Regions from separate parts of the Sus scrofa genome. Here region 2 is linked to region 1. Evidence: chromatin contacts called from public Hi-C data. All regions are on one chromosome and are shown on one strand. The core of a region is the stretch at or near the end of the contact, and the rest is flanking DNA. Distances in the headings are between cores, read along the strand shown. Region 1 holds the start of RAD51D (DNA repair protein RAD51 homolog 4). Region 2 overlaps RFFL (E3 ubiquitin-protein ligase rififylin).

What was found. A called contact is a pair of places that touch in the nucleus more often than the background predicts.
Region 2: a contact with region 1 is called in a Hi-C map of liver, with 2.4 times the contacts expected there. The contact joins the enhancer-like site here to the promoter of RAD51D in region 1. A contact is called at or near these places in 1 of 5 promoter capture datasets (fetal liver), 4 of 47 Hi-C or Micro-C datasets (embryonic fibroblasts, epiblast stem cells, liver and 1 more) and 1 of 2 datasets of contacts at active chromatin or transcription factors (alveolar macrophages).

Annotation. Positions count from the first base shown.
Region 1 is chr12:40,051,093-40,056,126 of Sscrofa11.1, reverse strand. It overlaps RAD51D (DNA repair protein RAD51 homolog 4), which reads right to left and starts at 1,952. Exons shown (of 10, transcript XR_002337232.1): 1 at 1,676-1,952; 2 at 1,317-1,378; 3 at 1,014-1,132. It overlaps FNDC8 (fibronectin type III domain-containing protein 8), which reads left to right and starts at 3,490. Exons shown (of 5, transcript XM_003358154.4): 1 at 3,490-3,716; 2 at 3,719-3,737. The coding sequence starts at 3,530.
Region 2 is chr12:40,126,652-40,131,470 of Sscrofa11.1, reverse strand. RFFL (E3 ubiquitin-protein ligase rififylin) reads right to left here. Exons shown (of 6, transcript XM_013981148.2): 2 at 917-1,104. The coding sequence starts at 1,096. Among named protein-coding and RNA genes, the nearest start is that of TRNAG-GCC, 21 kb to the right of the region's middle. Within about 2 kb of position 2,785, at least 23 of the 83 cell types and tissues checked have an H3K27ac peak or open chromatin away from gene starts, as enhancers often do. A contact at or near this core is called in alveolar macrophages, fetal liver and liver, where this site is marked.

The DNA.
Region 1 (5,034 bases), core at 703-3,202:
TGCACGGGAAAGAGCAAAGGCCAAACCAATCCAAAGACCTTGGTGGTGGCAGTGCTCTTTATCAAATTCTGTACAAACAGGCCAGGAAAGAGGTCAGCCTTCCTTGGCCAGAAGCCGCCTGTTTTCTTCCAACGCGTTCCCTCTCCAAACTGCACAGCAGAACATAAATCACTCCTGTCCCTTCCTGCTGCAGAGTACAGCGAAAGAACCAGGTTCTGGATCAAGTGCGCCAGGGCTGGAGCCCTGGCTGGTATATAGTAGGCACTCAAATAAATGGTATTCAGTTGTGCTCTCTTGCCCCATCGTTTTTTTTCTTTTTGGGGCTGTGCCCGCAGCATATGAAAGTTCGCAGGCTAGGGGTCAAATTGGAGCTGCTGCCGCCAGCCTACACCACAGCCGCAGCAACACCAGATCCAAGACCCGTCTGTGACCTACACAGCTCACAGCAATGTCAGATCTTTAAGCCACTCAGCAAGACCAAGGATCAAACATGCATCCTTATGGATACTTAACCCACCTCAGGTTCTTAACCCAGTGAGCTACAAGGGGAACTCCCTGCCCCATCCTTAAGTGAAAGGGCAGAAAGGGCCAGAGAAAAGTTGCTCTGATCTGTGGAATAATATCTGTGGAAGTGCTGACATCTTGTGTTACAGGACAGTGATTCTCAACCAGTAGCAATTTTGGCCCCCAGGGTCATTTGGCAACAGCTAGAGCCATTTTTGATAGTCATGACCTATGAAGGAGAGGGGTGTAACTGGCATCTACTGGGGTGGAGGCCAGGGATGCTGCCAGACATCCTACTATATGCACAAGACAGCCACCCCCAAAATTATGCATCCTAAGTGGTTAGGAGTCAGAGAAACTCTGTACAGGGTAAGATAACTCAGAAATCCTGACCCCCCTCCCGTGTCTCCTTCAACCACAGCTGAAGCAGCCTGCTCTTTCTCAAGCATCAAAAGCCCAGCCAGAGCCTCTGGCCTCTCGCCTTCTGCCCCAGCTACACACACACAAACCTTCTAATGCCGGTGGACAGGATGGCCGTGGACGTCTTCAGTTCCTCGTAGAGATCAGCGCCATTGCAGGGAAAAGCGGAGAACTGAGCCAGCAGCACCCGCCTCAGGGCGACCAGGGCCTGCGGAAGGGGCGGGGCAACTCAGGAAGCTGCCGGAGCAGCCGGGAGTGTGCGGCAGCGACCCGCCAAGGGAGGGGGCCATCCAGGGTCTCCTAGCCCCCCCCTTATCAATCTCTGGGGACACTCTGCTCGGGGATGGGCATTTAGAGACACCCATGTTGGAGTGTGGAGATCGCCAGCTCACCTTATAAGACAAACCACATTTCTGGGCTACCTCCTCCAAGTCTGCAGAAACCAGGTCCACCACTGAAAACAAAACACGCGGGGTTGATGCGCGCAAGGGAGGCCCCAGACTCCCGCCCGTGACTTTTCCTCGCCTACGCGAACTAGCGGAGCCGCGGGGGCTGGCGCGGCGCCTAGCCCACAGTGGGGGGTTCTAGCCCTCCTGGAGCGGGGCTTGCCCAGTCCCACCCTCCCAAGCTCTGCCAGAAGGCTGTGGGCGTCGGAGGCAGGGGAGGGGCCCCACCCAGTGGGCCAGGGCCGGGGCCAGCCTCCGCGCTGGGCCCAGCCATGTGGCCCGCACAGGCGCGCGCCCACGGTCACCTGTCTTGATCCCGCGGCTCTGCAGAAGCTGGACCATGTCCTGAGTGAGGCCGGGGCACAGTCCGGCCCGAAGCACGCCCATGTTCCCTGGAGGCCCCGGGGCCGCTGGTCCTGGGGGCATCCGCGAGGCCCTCTCCAGACACCCCGCAGCACCCCCTTCCGGACCAAACGCTGGGGGCTGGCGTCGGGAGGAGGCGGCGCACAGGGTGTGGACCCTGCCTGGTCTCCCGCGCCCAGGAGCCTGCCTGCCCGGCCCCGCCGCCGCTTCCGGTTTCCAGGCTCCAGGGCCTGGCCTGCGGCGCCACCTGCCGACCGCCGGGCGGACGGGAGGGCTCCCGCGGCCCCGCGTGGGCGGCACGAAGTTGGGTCCCCTGCCTTTTCCCCATCACGCCTCCTCGCCAGCCTCCCTGGTGCCACTTTCCATAATGAACGCTGGTCCAGAACGTTGGATGGGACCCACCATCCCTACTCTCAGGGACCTACCTGTTGGTGAGGGAAGACAGTGACAAAGAATCTAATCAGATCCTCAGCAGTCGTCTGATAGGTGCTTGAAAGCAGCAGCGCGCAGAGAGGACATCTGCTTCTGTTTTCCAAATAAAAGTAATTTTGAATGATCAACAGTAAAAACCCTGAGTATATAGAACACACACACACACTTTTTTTTTTTTTTTTTTTTTTTTTGGTCTTTTCTAGGGCCGCTCCCATGGCATATGGAGGTTCCCAGGCTAAGGGTCTAATTGGAGCTGTAGCCACCAGCCCGCTCCACAGCCACAGCCACGCGGGATCCGAGCCCCATCTGCAACCTACACCACAGCTCACGGCAACACCACATCCTTAACCCACTGAGCAAGGCCACGGATCAAACCTGCAACCTCATGGTTCCTAGTCGGATTCGTTAACCACTGCGCCACGATGGGAACACCATGTGATTTGGTATTTTGAAAGATCTTTTCTTAACCTTACCCTCTGGAAGAGAGAAAACAACTTTACAAGGTTATCCTCTTACAATCCAGTGAGGTAGGTTCTGTATTTACCCCTATTTTACAGACGAGGAAACTGAGGCTCAGTGCAGTAAAGTCACTTGCCAAAGGTTTCACAGCCTGTAAGGACAGAGCTGGACTTGGAGCAGACGAATTTATATTTCGGTGCAAAGCCAGTGCTGTTTTAACAGCGCCCCCTCCCCACCCCCAAGTTGTGTATATGTTTCCCTACTGTGAAGTGGTTTCATTGAGAACAGAAACATCTGGCCCATTTCTGTCTGCCTCTGAAAGCACCCACTATCCCTCAAGACGTGATGACACTGGGGTGAGGGCTCAGTAGAATTTAGAGTTTTAGCAGTAAACCTGGGTATATGTGAGCTATGAACCATCTGGGTTTTTCCTGTGCCTGCACAGCTAAGACATATGAGGTTTGCTGCCTAGGATTTCTGGATATAGAGCCTGTAGACAAAGTCACTCCCCGAGTCCCATTCCAGTATCACCAGCCTCCTTTCATGCCCAGGTGCCTCTGTCTCACCATCCATCTCCTTCCCTGGGCAGGTCCCAAGGGCACAGGCAGGAAACGTTTTGAGATCTTCAGAGAAGGGCGAGGCTGCTCAGAGCTGGAAGGGGCCCAAGGAGCAGTGCGGTCTGTTCCTCGGTCTCCCCACTCTGACACTGCCTGCTACCCCCCTGCAGCAGGAGCCTCAGATCAAGGGGGGGCTGGCCCCTAATTGTTACACTGTGATCATTATGAAGTCAGCCGATTGCACCTCCTCCCACCCAAACTAAGGGTGTGTCTGCTGCGTCCAGTTTCTCTCTGCTTCCTGTCAGCCTGGTTGTCCTGCATGGTGACGGCTGGTCCCAAACCAACTCAATGGCGTCAGAGACACTCTACAAAGTAGGAGATGGGGAGGAGGCCTTGCTGAGGAAGGAAACACTCAATGTCCTGAACGCGCTCCATCACATGCCGAAGGCCTTTCCAAACCCCAAGTCTATGAACAGGACCGTCACTACCAAAGGGCTCCCACTTTCCTCCAGGGGAAGTTTGCTTAACTTCTTGGAGAGGATGCCATCAATCTACCGTAAGACACAAGTCTGGTCCTTTTCTCCTTTCTAAGGCTGGCGCTGGGGGGTGGGGTGGAGAGGGGCTTGAAGAGGCGGTACTTCCTTGATTAACACAGTTGAGACCCCCCCTCCCCCGGAACAGCAGGGTGGGCTATGGATTTCTGACCCCACACAATTCTTGGAGGCCCCCTGGGATTAGTCAGATTTGCTGATGGTCATTCTGCTTTGTCTTCACCGCCAGTGACACCTCTGCCCCCTCAATTCCCACTGGCTTTGCTCCCTCCATCTTTCTTATTGTGCCTTCACCTGCCTGGTTATGGCCCCACCAGCCCCCGTGGCCTGCCTGTCTTCAGACTGAGGTTTACTGGACCTCTGCAGTGATTCTGGGTTTCCCTGATTTCATTTCACAAAATTCTTTTTTTTTTTTTTTTTTTGTCTTTTCTAGGGCCACTCCCGAAGCACATGGAGGTTCCCAGACTAGTGGTCAAATCGGAGCCATAGCCACCACCCTACGCCAAGAGCCACAGCAACTCGGGATCCGAGCCTCATCTGCAACCTACATCACAGCTCACGGCAACGCTGGATCATTAACCCACTGAGCAAGGGCAGGGATCGAACCCACAACCTCATGGTTCCTAGTTGGATTCGTTAACCATGGAGCCACAACAGGAACTCCTCATTTCACAAAATTCTTTGAGACCTGCAGATGTCTGGCCCCAGGTTAAGTTCTGGGAATGCAGAGCCAGAAAGCACCTCTGCTTTCAAGGAGCTCCCAGCCTCTGGTGTGTGTGTGAAGGGGAGGGGTGTCAGGAAAGAATCAAGAATATTGGAAGAGGAGTTCCCGTCATGGCTCAGCAGTTAACGAATCTGACTAGCATCCATGAGGACACAGGTTCGATCCCTGGCCTTGCTCAGTGGGTTAAAGATCTGACATTGCAGTGAGCTGTGGTGTAGGTTGCAGATGTGTCTCAGATCCTGTGTTGCTGTGGCTGTAGTGTCGGCCAGCAGTTACAGCTCCGTTTCAACCCCTAGCCTGGGAACCTCCATATGCCACGGTACGGCCCTAAAAAAAAAAAAAAGAATATTGGAGTTCCTGCTGTGGTGCAACAGAGTCACTGGCATCTATGGAGTGCTGGGACACAGGTTTAATCCCTGGCCTGGAACAGCAGGTTAAAGGACTGGGTGTTGCCACAGCCGCAGGCATAGGTTGAAACTACAGCTCAGATCTGATCCCTGGCCTGGGAACTCTATGTGCCATGTGGCCAAAAAAGAAAAAAAGCATCGAGAATATTATAGCATGGTCTGCGATATGAC
Region 2 (4,819 bases), core at 1,536-4,035, 75 kb before region 1:
CCCTATGTGGGAATCCTAGCTCTGCCTCTGAATCACCGCGTGATCTTGGGGCGCTCCCTAAGCAGAGGGAGAAGGGGTATTTAAATGTCTTCGGGGCTGACGGGAGCTTGACAGTTACAGTTTCCTTTTTAACTGTTAAACTTTACTCTCTCATGTGTAGAACAGGAGGTTGGGGACCTTAAAACCAACCTTACAGAGTTATTGTGAGGATTAAATGAAACAGAAACTCTATACATTGCTCAAACTGGTCCCTGGCATAGAGCAGATGGTTTAGAACGTATTTTTCCTCTCCGATTTCCCATTACCATCATTTTAACAACACAGTCCGGGCTGCACACCTCTCATTCTGCAAAAGACGGATGCACTGGTGCTTTTTCCAGGCCAGGCCACACCTCGCCCCGCATCACCCAGCCAAGGCCGTGACCGCCTGCTCGCTGACCCGGGAAATGCGGCTGCCGAGCGCTTCAAATGAAATGGCTACAGTAAATAAGCTCCAGCCTTCACCTTGGTAGGGTCCTGAGGCCCCTGAGATGTCAAGGACATCTTTCAAGAAGAACAAGTTAATCTGCAGCCAGGCTTTCGACAACGGCAGCTAATGAAGGAGTAACGTCGAGGGCCCACTGCCCTCCGGGCACCACGCCGGGGACCCTGGCAGATTAGCCATCTTACTCCCACAACGCTCTGAGATGGGAGCTTTATAGATGGGAAAGTGGATCTCAACACAGGTTAAATCAAACAGCTAGGAAGGCCAAGCTGCTGTCTGAATCCAAATCTATGCTGGGATGCTTTGCTTTTGCTTGATGAGGCTTTTGTGAAAGCACGGGTCTGGGCTGCCACTGGCAAAGGCCGGGGCAGGCCCTAGAGAAGGGTCAGCAGACGTGACCAAGGGCCTGGGGCCACAGTGGCCGCCACTCACCTTCCTGGACATGCTGGCGAAGTGGGCCCCACAGGCCTTGCAGCTTGGTTCCGAGCCCGTCGGGGAGGGGAAGGAGCTGTACCCAGGGTTGGAATAGGCCTGCGTCCTGGCTCCCTGGGGCGGTGGGGCCTCCTCAGGCTGTCCATCCAGGCAGAACCAGTTGCAGCAGGTTGCCCACATGATAAAATCTGGTGCAAGGGAGAAAGGGGGAAAGGTCAGAGTGAAGACACACCTCAGGCGCTCCTGCTCCCCAGGGCACGGGTGAGCAGGGCTATCGACCCACACACCTGCTCCAGGGTCGAGGTGAGGTCGGGTTTTCAGGGGCCACAGGTTTCTTCCCGCCTCCTGCACCACCACACTGGCTGTGACAGACAAGAGGTGAGCCCGGACCTGATCGGCCAGGACAGAGCTGCACGCTACCTACTTTTGAAAGCTTGCTGCTGCTGCCTGTCTGTGCCTAATCTGAGATCTCTACCTCAAATAAACCCTCTTGTCTTCGCAATTAGGACTGGCCTAAGAGCCACGGTGCTCAGGAACTTGACCTCGCCCCTAGAGCTCAGACCGACAGAACTGGATCAAACAGGCATGTGCGTGCGTGCTGACACATGTGTACAATTCCACACGCACGCTGACCGTGGGATGAAGGGGTTATTATTTCTTCAGATGAGGCAACCCAGGCTCAAGAAGCAAGGTCACAGAGCCAATATACAGAGAAGTGAGATTCTGAGAACCCGGTCCTTCGGCCTCTAAACCTAACGTTATCTTCCCTGTCTGTGCTGGGTGTGCTCTGCCCTCCTGACCTCGCCTCCCAGCAGCCAGCAGAGCTCTGACATCTGCACCTCTGACCCTACAGAAACTTCCACCACGGCACCGGTAACAGTTAGGCTTTTTTCCTCCCACTAAACCGTACACTCCTTGAAGGCAGGGACCACTTCTTTTTTATTTTTTTGTCTTTTTAGGGCCATACTTGCAGCATATGGAGGTCCCCAGGCTAGGGATCTAATCGGAGCTACAGCTGCCAGCCTGCACCACAGCCCCAGCAACGTGGGATCTGAGCCACATCTGCGACCTACACCGCAACTCACGGCAATGCCGGGTCCCTGACCCACTGAGTGCGAGGCCAGGGATCGAACCCCCGTCCTCATGGATACTAGTTGGGTTTCATAACCGCTGAACCACAGCAGCAACTCCAGGGACCACTTCTTATGTATGCCTGTTCCGTGCCCAGCCGTGTCGTGGACACAGCAGACGCTCCACAAATGTTGGCTTCCTTGCTGAATCGGTACCTCTGTGGGTTTGGGGTTGTTACCCCCATTTTACACATCAAATACAAGAATTAGGGACGAGGGGGTTGATGATCTTTTGAGATCACAGGACAAAGGCGAGCCAATCTCTCAAATGTCAGAATAAATGAAAGGTTTTGAGGGCGTCCACTAAAATGCCGGGGGGCTGCAGTGATACAGTTAAGACGTGCTTTCCTTGGTAGGCCAAGCAGTCAGCATGGACATTTTGAACCTGAACTCTGCTCACAGAGATAATAAATGAAACATTCAGTGTGTTACTCAGTCATCAGGCCACACAAAAGAACGGTACTTTTTGCTCTGTCTCCTGACTCATTCAAAGTGCCTTTGTTAGACCACAGTTCAAAGATCTAGTAAGCGCGAAGGAACTAAGAAGCCAACTGCTTTCACCCTCGGTTATTTTTTGAGAGGAAAATAAAGAGGCCCAGATGGGGGCAGGAACTTCCTGGTTCAGGCAGCTCTAACCTACGGCTCTAGATTACTCCAGGGCCTTTCTAGCTTCCCAACACTGCCTCCAATGCAACCTGAGACAGCGCATTCACTTTCACAGGCGAGTCCGATTCACACTTGTCTCGCCTGCTTCCCTCTGACCTCAGGAGAGCAGGGACCATGACAGTCACAGTGTCCAGACGGGTGGCTCAATGAGGACGACTGAACGAGTGAATCACACACAATATTTAAAGCTTAACTAACTACACATTTGCTCCGTTTCCTACACATCAAAAACATTTCTCCCTGACTCACTACTACTTGTCTGAAGACTTTAAATTCCCAGAAAACAAAGATCTAATCTGCCTTACAAATTCACATGAAATAAAGAAGCCAAGAGCAGTTAAATAACCGAGTTAGTATCAACAAGGTCCTACTGTATAGCACAGGGATCTATAGTCAATATCCTGAGATACATCATAACGGAAAAGAAAATAAAAAAGAATGTATAGAGCTCCCTGGTGACTCAGTGGGTTAAGGATCAGCATTGTCACTGCTGTGGCTCTGGTTACTACTGGTGTGACTCAGGTTTGATCCCTGGACGTGCTGTGGGTGCAAACCAAAATCATAATAATAATTGAGTTATTTGTTGGCAAAAGACTGGAGGCAACAGCAGAAGAGTAGCCCTCTGAAAGAGGAATTTTGTAATTTTTTTTTTTGTCTTTTTTTTTTTGCGGGGGGAGCTACACCTGTGTATATGGAGGTTCCCAGGCTAGGGGTCAAACTGGAGCTGGAGTTGCTGGCCTGTACCACAGCCGCAGCAACGCCAGATCCAAACCATGTCTGTGACCTACACCACAGCTCACAGCAACGCCAGATCCTTAACCCACTGAGCGAGGTCAGGGATTGGACCTGGATCCTCATGGATGCCAGTCAGATTCCTTTCTGCTGAGCCACGACCATAACTCCTGTAACTCTTAAAATCTTTTTTTTTTTTTTTTTTTTTTTTTTGACTTTTCTAGGGCTGTATCTGCGGCATATGGAGGTTCCCAGGCTAGGGGTCTAACTGGAGCTGTAGCCACCGGCCTACACCACAACCACAGCAACTCGGGATCCAAGCCACGTCTGTGGCCTACACCATAGCTCATGGCAACACCGGATTCTTAACCCACTGAGCGAGGCCAGGGATCAAACCCACAACCTCATGAGCCACGACGGGAACTCCTAAATCATCTCTTGATCAAAGCCTCTGAAACAGTGGGTAATAATACAAACAAGAGAGGACCTGGACTCAGAAGACCTGGGTGATCGCCTGCCTCTAACAAATCGTAGCCTTTCTATCCTTCGTTTTTCTCATCTGGACATTCTCTGGGCAGTAAAACACTCATTAAATCTTGGCTGTTGCTACTGGCATTATCACAATGCCTTCCCTGCAATTTCTCCAGGAAGGCACAGGTAAAATGTAAACCTAGAGATTGCACCACAATTACCATTTGGCTTTCTGAGCTTGTCCTAAACACGGACAGACAGATCTCTGACAGAAGGAGCAGGATGTGTCAATGAACTGAATGAGGTGGGGAAGGGGAGTAGCAGAGCGGCCTTGAACAAGGCTGTGGGTGGTTCACTAACTCCTCTGGAAATCTCCACTCACTCATGCACGAATCTCTTTAGAGAAGCCAACGCCTTGCTCTTTCCAGTTCTAGGTAAGCATGGTTGAACGCCTACCCTCATGGGATCCATGGTCTAACAGAAGAACTAAAAATGTGAAACCAAAAACTGAAATTTCAGGGTAATCAGTGCTTTAACGGAGGTTTGTGCAGTGTTGGGGAGGGAGTGACCAGAGAAGACAGAGCCTTTAATGGACCAGAAAGTCAAGAGTACAAAGACACTTCAAAAAAAACCCAAACAGCACGCACCAGGGCATTAAAGAGACTACGAAATGCTTGGCTAGGTCAAGGCTAAGGGTGGATGAGAGCATAAAAGCCTTGTATTCCATGGTGAGGAATCTGGACTTTATCTGCAGGTAGTGGAACATAATCACACGTTCAGGCTACCAGGTTCTGTAATCTTACTTGCATGTGGGGGTGGCAGTCACTCGTGTGGAGGACAAATCTACAAGGAGCGGGCCGGAAGCAAGACATGAGGATGTGGGCAAAAGAGAAAGGGACAGATC